Linked DNA regions of Mus musculus: region 2 is linked to region 1. Evidence: chromatin contacts called from public HiChIP or PLAC-seq data. All regions are on one chromosome and are shown on one strand. Each heading gives the region's core, a stretch centred on a gene start, on an enhancer-like site or on the middle of the called end of the contact. The rest is flanking DNA. Distances are from core to core; before and after follow the strand shown.

Region 1 (5,579 bases), core at 476-2,975:
CTGCCCTGTCATGGTTTTTTTTTTTTTTTCCTTTTTCTTGAATTGGGGGCAATAAAAACATAATATTATTTTCCTATGCAGTTAGAGACAATGATCAAACAATTTGTTATTTAATAATAGGTCCATTGTTTTAAAAATAACTAATTAACCAGGTATAGGAGAAGGGGTGAAAGTTTGCAGAGGTTTGGAACATCAAAGACAAATGTATGGCGTACAAAATCCAGGCTATGGGGAGTCCTTCTCTCACCTTGCTCACAAACCTCTGAATCAACTGAGAATGTTATTAAGGCATCAACGGCAGTCACTCTGCAAACACACTAGCTTAGAGGACAATACTGGGCACAAAGGTCAGCTAGAAAAGAGACTACGAGCTTCCCAAGAGTCAGAGAGAAACCAGTAACAAGCACAAAGCAGACACTTACCAGCAAGAAGCAGCCGTTCGAGGGCAGTGCGTTCGTACAGTTGGATGTTTGGCATGTTCTTTTACTTTTTAGAGGGCTGTCTCTGGGCTTATTTCCTAGTGGATGATTTCCTTATAAACCCCGCTGCTAATTTAAGACCCAGGAAAGGGACTAATCAAAGTCTATAAAATGGAATGTCTCAGGATTCATTTATTTCTCTCCTGGAGCTTCCCAGCTAAGTTGATAAGAAGACAGATTGGGGACTTGTTTCTTTGCCCTTGTTAATAATATTAGCTAGTGGAGTGGGTCTCTCAGGCTCGTTGAGAGCAGGTTATGTGGTCAGGATTAGAAAAATAAATATGGGTCCTTGAGGATTTACAATTACTTTTAGAGTCGGGTCCTAGCAGAGCAGCCTCTTCCATATATTTATTAATATAGAAAAGATAGAAACAACAAGAGAGTTTCAACAATTCAAAAGCCAGGCCTGGCGTTACATTCTTGTGGCCTTGAAGGGTAATCTTTACTTTAGCCAAAGGTCAGCAGGCAACCTATCTGGCCTGAAGGTAAACAGTTCTAATCCAGACTGCTAAATATTTTCCACAAATAAAGGAAACTAAAGGATTTTTATGAGAGAGAGAGAGAGAAGGAGAGAGAGGGAGAGAGAAGAAAGCTTATAAATAGGGAGCCAGAATTTATTACCTTTAGTATTGACTTTCTATTGTAAACAACAAGACCTAGGGAAGTATTACAGCTTTGGATCAAAATTGCTTCAGATGACATGAATGCAAGCAAGAAAAAAAAAAAGGACAATCTGAATTTTGTGAATGTCCCCAGCACCCCACACCACCCCCTACACACACACACAAAACAGGCTGAACTGGTCTGCACATTTGAACTAACTTTCAAAAAGCATCTCACCTCACTTCTCTCAGGGGTTTTAAAAAGAATCAGATCAACGTCACCAACAAGTAGAGGCCGGATTAATAATCAGGAAACAAAAATGATTAAATATCTGGCCGAGATAACGTTGCTGGCCATGGAGTAAGACTGGCGCAGACATCTCTACTCTCAGAGTGTTACTCTGGACTGAGCCAGTAAGTGGTCTTTCTTTTACTTTTTCTTTCTTTTCTTTTCTTTTTTTAAATTCAGATTCCTTGTTCAGATCCCTTTTGGGCCAGAGGTCTAAAGAGAGGAAAAAGTAGTTTCTTCTCACCTGTTCAAAGATGTTTGGGACTTTCAAAGCAGCAGTGACCAGCCAGCCTCCATCCCTGTGCCAGAAGCGTCTAGGGCCGCCTGAGCTGTGACCGGTCTCAACTTCGGTGTACAGGTGGCTGGAGGAAGAAGAAGGGTATTGGTTGGTTCAGAGCAGGAAATCTGTGACATCACGGAAGTCTGGCTGAGACCTTAGGGACTAAAACATCCCCAGAGGCTCCGCCCCCGTCAATTACCTGACTACCTTGGAGCAGGTAGGTGGCGTCTCTCAGAGGACAAATGAATCAGTTAGAGCAATTTGCCAAGTGGAATTTACTTTCCTTTCTGAGCATAGCACGTGTCTAGCCCCGTGTACAGATCTGAATGCGAATGCCTGATTGTTTCCCAGGCCCATCTTGTATGCCTGATATTGTTTCCCCTCCAGGCTCACAGGAGCCCACACAGCTGCCAACATCAGAATTAAAAGGGAAGTTTAAACACTGGAAGGAGACAGGGATTTTTGTAGGGGGGGGGGGGGAAGGAAAAGGTTGTGAAGACTTAGCCATATCTGGGACTTGTCCCCACTAACGCCTTTCTGAATCACATCCCTTTGAGTTCCTAGTGTTTTTCTGTCCCAATATTATAACAAACCAGAGATGACCTAAGTCTACTTAAAAAAATCTAATTTTGATACCTTTCAGCATCATTTCCCAAACACCTTCGCGGTCCCCAGCATATTAATAATAGATTCAGGCATTGGTAAAACTTCAGGCATTCCTACCTCGGCCTGTCTGTCACGTGGTGGTTACAGTCCACAGTAGGCCTGCAATTAGGAGTACTTTAAATGATTCAGGTTAGAATGATAGCGCCTTACTAAGGCCATGTTGTCTGCAGGGAGAGATAGGGAAGAGGACTCAGGGCTATTTTGGTCCCAAGCTTGGTGTGTGACCCTGGACAAGTCACCCTTGCTTCAGCTTTTCCAGCAGGCTAATGGCACGACTCAGCTGGCACTTGAGTGACAGCTAAGAGGATTCCTGCCTGCTGGTTAAGGCCTGTGGCATCTTGTCCCATCAGCCTGTTGAATTGCTGTGTGTCTGTGGCTCGCAGCCAGCCTCCCTCGCAGATGTAGTCACTGTTCGGAATGTGCTACCTGGGGACCCTGGGGAGTTCTCTCTCCTGGGTTGGTCCAGGCACACTTTGGTCCCCTAACGAAGAAAACGTCTGCTGAAAATCTTTCCCCCCTCCTGATCTTGAAACTGTAGAAGTCGCCTGTTCTAACACCTCACGGCCTAGCCGTGGTTTGTGGGCGGGACTAGGGGACAGCTAGAGTTAGAAATAGTAAAAAAGCACCTTCTCCCTGAGTGCCCACATTGGTAGCTGGCTCCCTGTCACTCGGTACCTTGTAAAGTAAAAGGAGAGGGTAGCAGAAGGAAGATGAAGTTAGCGCAGGAGGCAACTTCAAATCACTGGTTCACCCCAGACAGGCCTAAACAGCGCATCCATCTGGGACCAAGCAGCTTGGGACTCTTTAAAACAAACACATACACACACCTCTCTTCGCTACTTTATCCAATAGAAACTAAGGGAGGCGTGGCTACCCTGTACCGATAAAAGCAAAAGGTTCGAAAAGGAGGGAGGGGGAGGGGGTTGGGGCTTGGGGGTTGAGGAGTGGGAAGATAATAAAGGTAGTTGAACCTTTCAAGTGCAGGTTTTTCGAGGCAGGAGGTGGGGGTGGGAGGAAGTACTATTAGCCCAGCAAGACAAAAGCTTCTCCTTCCTGAGACAGCGTGTCCCCGTGTCCCCGGGGGTAGGAGGAGACCAAGGCTAGCCAGCTTGCAGAAAGCCACGCCCCTCATTGAGTTCCGCCCTCTCTGTGCTGTCAGTCAAGCTTCACCTTGCCCAAGGGGATTGGCTCTGACTTGGAGAGGCAGTTAGATTTCCAGGCACAGAAACCCTGGGCAGAGAGGCACAGGAGAAATATATTTGCATAAAATGTGCAATCAATGAACGCGCACAGAACTTCGCTGAAGGAAGGCCTTTAGACTATGGGAATTTTTCTGGCTGTATTCACAAACACACAGCCACTTGCACGGATAGCCTGGTGAAAGAAAGACAAACTTAGGAGAGAGAGGGGAAATAGAGGAAGTGGATCAGCATTAAACTGGGAGTGGAGCTAAGGCTCAGGTGTCTTGTGTAAGAGAAGAGAAACTCCTGGATATTTTATATGGTTAGCCAAGAGAAGGGCTTCTCTATGCAGCTGAATGTAGCCTATTCTTTAAAGACTAAAACCAAGTTCAGTATAAACTCCACTGTTTCATTCCGGCTGTTGTGTTTGAACAAAGTCTTAGATTCTAAGGTAAGGTGGGGGGAGGCAGACAGAAATAATGACCACTAAAGCGAACACGGAGTAAGAAAGACAGCAAGAGCTTGCCAGGCCCGCGTACTCTCCCCAAGCACTTTATACCGGAACCCCAATGTCAGCTCCTGACATCATTTACACGCAACAGGACAAGGAACCAGGGTACAGAGAAGCAGGGAACTTGACTCACACAGCGAGTGGCAGAACTAGGGCAGTTTGTAAACAGGGCCTTTCCTAAACTGTGAAAAGAAATCAGGGAGATTCTAATGGTGTGTTCACTGGGTGAGGTCCTAAATGTGAATCTACCTCTCTCTCCCTCTTCTTCCTCTCTCCCACTCCCCACCCCCCACCCCCGCTCTCCCACTCTAGACAGGGTCTCTAGTGCAGCCTGGTCTCAAACTCCCTATATCTATGAAGACAGCCTTGACTTTGGATTCTCTTGCCTCCTTTTCCTGAGTACTGGGTCTACAGGCGTGAAGCTCCACATCTGGCTTTATTTCGTGCCGGTGTTTGAACCCAGGGCTTCCTGAATGCGAAGCAAGCCTTGTATAACTGAGCTGTATTCCCTGTCCTGCCCTGCCCCCTCCTTCTGAGACAGTATCTTGTAGCGGAGGCTGATTTTGAACTGTTGATTCTCCTGCCTTCAATTCCAAGGGCTGGCATTCCAGTCATGCTTCGCCATGACGGGCTGACTTTAGCCTCTTACCTGTGCATTATTCTGAAGGAAAAGCCGGGTTGAAGCAAGAGTGTGGTCTGAGAAAGAACTTGAGGTGCAAAATTAATTAACAACTGGTTTATATATGAAAAGATAGGAGTGAGATGTTTATTCTTATGTACCTGTATATGTGGATATATGAAAAGCATGAGGACATTATATCATTTCTGAGGGTGCTCTTGAACTTATAGTTTGGAGACATATCAACCCAAACTCAAGAGTGAAGGACAGCTTGAGGGTCCCCTTGAGAATGACAAGTAATTCCCTATGACATCTTCCATGGTCATTTCTATCAGAAATGTCTTTGAAAGCCTAATATGATCTATGCACAGCTGAAAAGATGAGATAATGCAAGAATAATTTGCATTATACACTACTTCCAAGGCGAGTGGTTTAGGCATCAGCATCAGCAAATAGTAGACCCATACTGCTTCTCTGCAGCCTCCTCCCCCCATCCATTTCTTTGTCATTGCTGAAACCCTAAGGTGCTCTGGGGCTCAGAGGTAACCCTGTGCCATATAGGACTGTCACAAACTGCCACCATCTTCATGAATTCAGCTGCGTTGGTATGCAAACGATCACTGCAGCTTGGCTTGTTGACTGTGATGCTTTCTCACGGGAGGAGGGCTTGGGGTGGGGGGAGGGGAGGCTCCAGAGTATGAACCTCCTCCTAGCCAGCTGTTCACCACCTCAATTGCATGTGACATCAGGGAGGGGCTAGAAGTACATAGGCTGGAAAGGTCTAGGGAGAAGGATTCTCATCTATTGGTCCATTGGGAACTCCTCGCCCAAGCTGGTAGACTTCTAGTGTGGCTGTGTTAAGGCCACCCACACTCCTGCCCATAATCCCCACAGCCCTGTGAGTATACTTACTAAACTCATAGGCTCCAGAGTGAAGATTGGTAAAATCATA
Region 2 (5,545 bases), core at 2,741-5,240, 220 kb after region 1:
TCCTTTATTCTTTGGAAGATTCATAGATGTCTATGATGCATCTTACTCGTATTACTCTACCCCTTTCCCTCCTACTCCCCTTAGCTCTCTCCACAGTATAAATCCTTTCTAGCTTCATGTCCTCTCTGCTTTTTTTTTTTTTGTTTGTTTGTTTTGTTTTCTGTTTTATAATCCACTGATGACAATCAGTGCTCCCCATAGGCAAATGAAGTGACGTCACCCACTGGAATATGGGCAACCTGTCAGTCGCCAATTCTCAAAGAAAAATGACTCACTCTCTCCCAGCTGCTATCAACTGCCAACAGCCCCTGAGCTAGGGATGGGCATCGCAGGAGCCCTACCAAGTTCCATGATGGAATTTCTAGCTGGTTTGATCTTACACAGATAACCACCGTTGCTTTGCATTCTAGTGTGCACCAGCCACGCCACTCTCAGAGGAAGTGTTTCCTGGAACTCCTCCCTATCCTCTGGCTCTGGCATTCTCTGTCTTCCTCTGCAATGGTCCCTGAGCCCTTCTGGTGGTGAGGTCTCAATGTAGAAGTCCCTTCTAGACCAGAGCACTCAGTCACATACTCTCAGCTCTTTGAACAAATGGCTCTGAGTCTCTGCATTAACCACTGCCTGCTGCAATAAGAAGCTTCTTGGGTCACAGTTGAGAGCAGCACAAATACATGGACATTAATATTTAGAAGGCAGTGTAGTGGGGACTGGAGAGATGGCTCAGCCATTAAGAGCACTGGCTGCTCTTCCAGAGATCCTGAGTTTAATTCCCAGCAACCACATGGTGGCTCACAACCATCTGTAATGGGTATCCGGTGCCATCTTCTGCTGTGTCCGAACAGTGACAGTGACAGTGTACTCACATATATGAAATAAAAAATATGGCTGGAGTGAGTGGGACTGGAAAAAAGTAAAAAAAAAAAAAACAACTTATTTTTTAAAAGAAAGTAATTTAGCAATATTCAGCAAAACATCAGTGGGCGAGCCATGAGTTTTGAGCATGTTTGCAGCTCCAAATATGAATTCCTTCCTGTGGAACGGGTCTCAGGAGAACGACAGGCTGCTCCCCCACGGCAGCCTTGCCACTATTACATCATTGCATTAGTACTGCTGGCGCAGGTCAGGATTGTAGCACACAGGATGCAGCACAGATGAGACCACTGATGTCCTCTCTCCCCAGCAGCCTGCCTCGCACCCTCTAACCCTATGAAAGCAAGCTGCTGCTGCCTTCCTTTGGTTTTTATAACCCTCCAAAAATGCACATTCCACCTTTGGTTTTGAAATATTTTTTCTTTCTGGAAACAAGCATAGAGCCCAACACACGCTAGGGACCCAGCGAACAGTGTAGAAGGAACTGACAAGCCCACAAGTCCCTTCCTGGTGTCCTGACCACACTGAGAAAGACTGTGAGCATGCCAGGGAGAAGCAACTTGGGACCATTGAGAGGTGGGACTAGTGGCAGAGTGACAGGGGCCATGCTGGGGGGTTGGGGAACTAGCCTGCCCTGGAAGGCTAGTGCCTCTTTCCTGAAGCATTAAAGAAGGCTCCCCCACCCCAGGAAAGTCTGGCAATAACACCCAACTTCAATTCTAGACAGTCCACAGTGTTTTCGTGGCTGGCTGGCAGAACCCTAGCCAAGAAAGGGTTGCTTGGGGACATATCTCTGGAGTCCGGTCAGAAAGTGGGAAGGGGGACTTCCACACTCCTGTGAAAGGGGTCAGAGGAGGGACATCATCTAAGGATAGTGACAACAGCAATCCAGTGTTGATTTTGGAGCTCTGGATCAAAACAACTTGTATGAAAAGTAAAATAAAATAAAATAAAATAAAATAAAATAAAAAATAAACAGAGGAGGCCAAGCTACCAGTCCCATTACTAGACTTAGGATTTAAGAGCACACTGTACTCTGGACTGAAGGTTCGACTGGGAGAATCACAGATTCTCACCATTCAAATGACCTGTGATCTGCTTGCATTTTGTCTGGGGGTTTGGTTAGTTGATTTTTAGGTGCAGGGTCTCACTCTCCTGCCTCTGCCTTCCAAGTGCTGAGACCACAGGTATGCAGCACCACAGCCTCTCTGTGTATGCCTGCCACTTCTGTCTCAAATCCTCTCCCGGTGCGTGCCCTGCCGCCTTGTCACCACTGGACCTCCTCCCTCAAGTTCCAGTTTACATAGCCAACACCCATTGTTTTGAACACTTGTATTACCTCAATTTGAACTGACTGGAGCACTCTTAATTCAGAACTTCCATTAAAATAGAAAATAATAAAAGTCCAACAGGAAAGCAACCCAGCAGCACAGGTGGCTCCCTGCAGCAGAGCCTGACAAGCCAAGGACAACTCCAGCTGGAGCTGGCTTGTGCTCTGGGTGAGAGTTGAACTCTCAGCCCCTCCAGGAAGTTCCTTCTCCAGCAGGCACTGAGAAGGGAGTCTCAGCTCAAGCTCCTTGCTGCTGTGCAAGCTGGTTCTCGAACCAGCAGCACCTGGGACCTTCAGAAATGAAGAATCTCTGTGACTTTAGATAAGGGAGAGATTTCTAGTGCAGAGCTGCACACGCATAAGCATCAGAGGGAGACAGACGAGACGTCAGAGAGAATGCAAGTCTGTGTGTGCTTCAAAGGGAACTCCTAAAGTGAAGAGCTGAGGATGAGGCTCGGGGAACAGTACCTGCCTAGCACACACAAGCTCTGTGTTCAATTCCCAGCAACAAACAGGCGCGCTCGCACACACACCCACACATACACACACACTCACACACACACACACACACACACACAAACACACTCACATGCTCACACATGTTCATGTAATCTTGGGCAGGCAGGTTATAAACCGGTTTGGGAACTTCTCAAAACAGAAACATGTGTGGTCGGCAGCCATCATCTGCAGGGATGAAAATGTCACAGTGAAGCATGTTCTTTGAACCATTAACACAGTCTAAGGAACACTTTGTAAAATTAAAAGATGGGGCTGGGACTGTAGCTCAGTGACAGAGCAGTTGCTCCACACACATGACACCTGCCCTAGGTACCATCTCCAATAATACAAAGGAGGGGGTGGCTGTTTTGTTTTGTTTTAAACCAAGAACGATGGTTCTGCTAGTAGGACCTGCAGTCCCAGCTACCTGAGAGCATATATAGTAGGAGGAACACTTGAGCCCAATCTAGCAAGTACAGTGAGACCCATCTGAAGGAATGGGGGGAGGGAGGCAGGGAGGGAGGGAGGGAGGGAGAGGAAGAGAGAGCAGAGTTATCGTATAAATTCATGGTCCCAAACCACGGTCACTCCAGCTCCGGGATATCCAACACTCTCTTTCAGGGGGCACTGAACTCTCACACGCATGTGCTCATACACACACACAAATAACTTTAAACTATATAAATAAACATTTAATGTAACCCAATGCAACCGAAAGGATCCAGCGTTGATTGGTTGGCACTACAGTGTGGCTGACCTTGAAAGCACCACAGTTAGTAAGACAGCCCAAGGCACCCAGAAGACGTTTCCTGAGCCATTCTGCTTGGCTTTTGTGCTTCATCTGGTTTGGTTGGATGGTTTTAAGATAGGATTTCCTTAGGTAGTCCATGCTGTCCTGACACTCACTATGTGACCCAGAACGGCCTCCACCTCAGGATCCTGCTGCCTTAGACCACTCTCCCCATCAAGTGTACAGTACCACACTGGGTATTTGATAGCATTTGTGCAAATCCATAGACACACAAGTTGGCTTTCATGGCTAAAAGAAAGGCAAATGGCAAGGACAGCCAGTACGCATGAGACGTCTTGTGGCAGTGACGAAGACATTCTGGAGTTAAAGTGACCCCACTTTATGCAGTTCCAATTACCCAGGGTCAATAGTGGTGTAAAGTCAAGCGAAAAGTTACAGAATCAGATAACTGCTAAGTTTCTAAGTGCATTCTGAGCTGTGTGAAGCAATGCAACAGGCTTACCCTGTGCCCGCCACGGGCCGTGAGTCATCTTTCTCCAGCAAGCCCGTGTGACCACACCACCTACCCACCCACTGGTTGCTTCGGGTCAGTCTTGGTTTTCAGACTGACTACTGAGGCATCGTCACAGGGCTTGTGCTCAAGTGACCCTCCTGTGGCCACCTGACAACGTGTCACAGTGTAGGTGCTGTGCGTCTTGCTTTGTCACATTGATGGTGCATCATTTTGAGAGAGTGAGAGACACCACATCCACACAGATTCAGTATACTATTTGTGATTTACTTTCTTACAATGTATACTAGCGTTTTCCCAGCCTGTGTGTACGTGTACTACACACATGCTAGTACCCAGAGAGAGCAGAGAGGGCACCAGAGGCTGCTGGAGCTGGAGATGCAGGCAGTTGTAAGCTACCAAGTGGGTTCTAGAAGCTGAGCCTGGGTCCTTTGCAAGCTCAGTAAGAGCTCTTAACCACAGAGTTAAATTAACCACAACTCCCCAGCCCCTATTAAAGCATACTGTTATAATTTTCTGGTTTATCCTTGCTGATGCATTAATACACCTAGTTTGTGAATGAAACCTTTTCATATGCATTTATGTAGAAGAAAAACATAGAAGAAATAGAACAACTTTTGAGGGCACTTCGGCTCTATCCTTCAGGGATGAGTGAGATCCACGAGAGACGGCCATGATGGTCGGACAACCTAATCAATACATTAAGAAAAAAATCTGCATTTTATTTTAAAAGAGTATCTCTTATGACGAATGAACATCAAAATAAAAAAATAATAGAAATATGTTTTAAAAAATGTTCAGGCCCTCAGCCAGGCTCACTGCATCAGCATCTGCATCTTGTCTGGACCCTGGATTGTTCAGGCTTGAGAAACACCATCAGGGGTGTGGCTTCCCTCACTCAGCCACAGGTTGGACTCACAAGGGCAAAACTGTTCCTGGCAGAGTGAGCTGTTCTTCGTGTTGTAGGCTCAATTAGGGTACCTGGCCTGGACCCCCAGATTGTCAGAGAGCTTTCACTCCATCCATGTCATCTCTTGGCCCTCCAAAACTCCATTCCTGCATGTGTGTACGAGTGAAGACTCTGGACCTGGTCGCTTGATTGGAATTGCTGTGCTATTGGCCAGCCGTGAGACCTTGGACAAATCGGCAAAGATCTCGTGCCTCAGTTTACTTGGGAAACGGCAGTTTATACTTCAGAGAGTTGTGGGAAGGAATAAATTCATATAAACAAAGCACATGGAATAATATTTATACACAGCATCATAATATATGTGACTCTATCAGGTATTACTATGCAAGCAAGTATTATATTCACTTGTGTTACTGTGTTATTATGTGATAGTTAGCAATTATAGAGCCCTGACCATGTGCTAGGCATTGAGTTGATGTTTCTCATTATGTCATGTAAGACTTAGCATTATGTGACCTCAATAGAAACTGAAGTCCAGGGATGCTCTGTCCTGCCCAGTCACAGCACCAGTGGCAGAGGAGCCCCACCCAGCTCTAGAACTACTGCCCCTGACCACCAACTTCTGTAGTCATCCATGCAAAAAACAAGTAGCTACTGAGGGCAAGGGGACTCAGG

The links. HiChIP or PLAC-seq counts read pairs in DNA pulled down with a chosen protein or histone mark.
Region 2: a CTCF HiChIP or PLAC-seq map of the NIH/3T3 cell line shows a contact between it and region 1, with 9 read pairs. The contact joins the enhancer-like site here to the promoter of Lnx1 in region 1. A contact is called at or near these places in 1 of 39 promoter capture datasets (embryonic stem cells), 1 of 15 datasets of contacts at CTCF or cohesin (the NIH/3T3 cell line), 1 of 484 Hi-C or Micro-C datasets (nephron progenitors), 3 of 115 datasets of contacts at active chromatin or transcription factors (bone marrow-derived macrophages, craniofacial prominence and pancreatic cancer cells) and 1 of 9 other capture datasets (liver).

Annotation. Positions count from the first base shown.
Region 1 is chr5:74,701,178-74,706,756 of GRCm38.p6, forward strand. Lnx1 (ligand of numb-protein X 1) reads right to left here and starts at 1,726. Exons shown (of 11, transcript NM_001159577.1): 1 at 1,615-1,726. It overlaps Gm15984 (a long non-coding RNA gene), which reads left to right and starts at 1,295. Exons shown (of 4, transcript XR_001784879.2): 1 at 1,295-1,495.
Region 2 is chr5:74,921,986-74,927,530 of GRCm38.p6, forward strand. No RefSeq gene overlaps it. Among named protein-coding and RNA genes, the nearest start is that of Gm52779, 20 kb to the right of the region's middle. Within about 2 kb of position 3,991, at least 26 of the 459 cell types and tissues checked have an H3K27ac peak or open chromatin away from gene starts, as enhancers often do. A contact at or near this core is called in the NIH/3T3 cell line and pancreatic cancer cells, where this site is marked.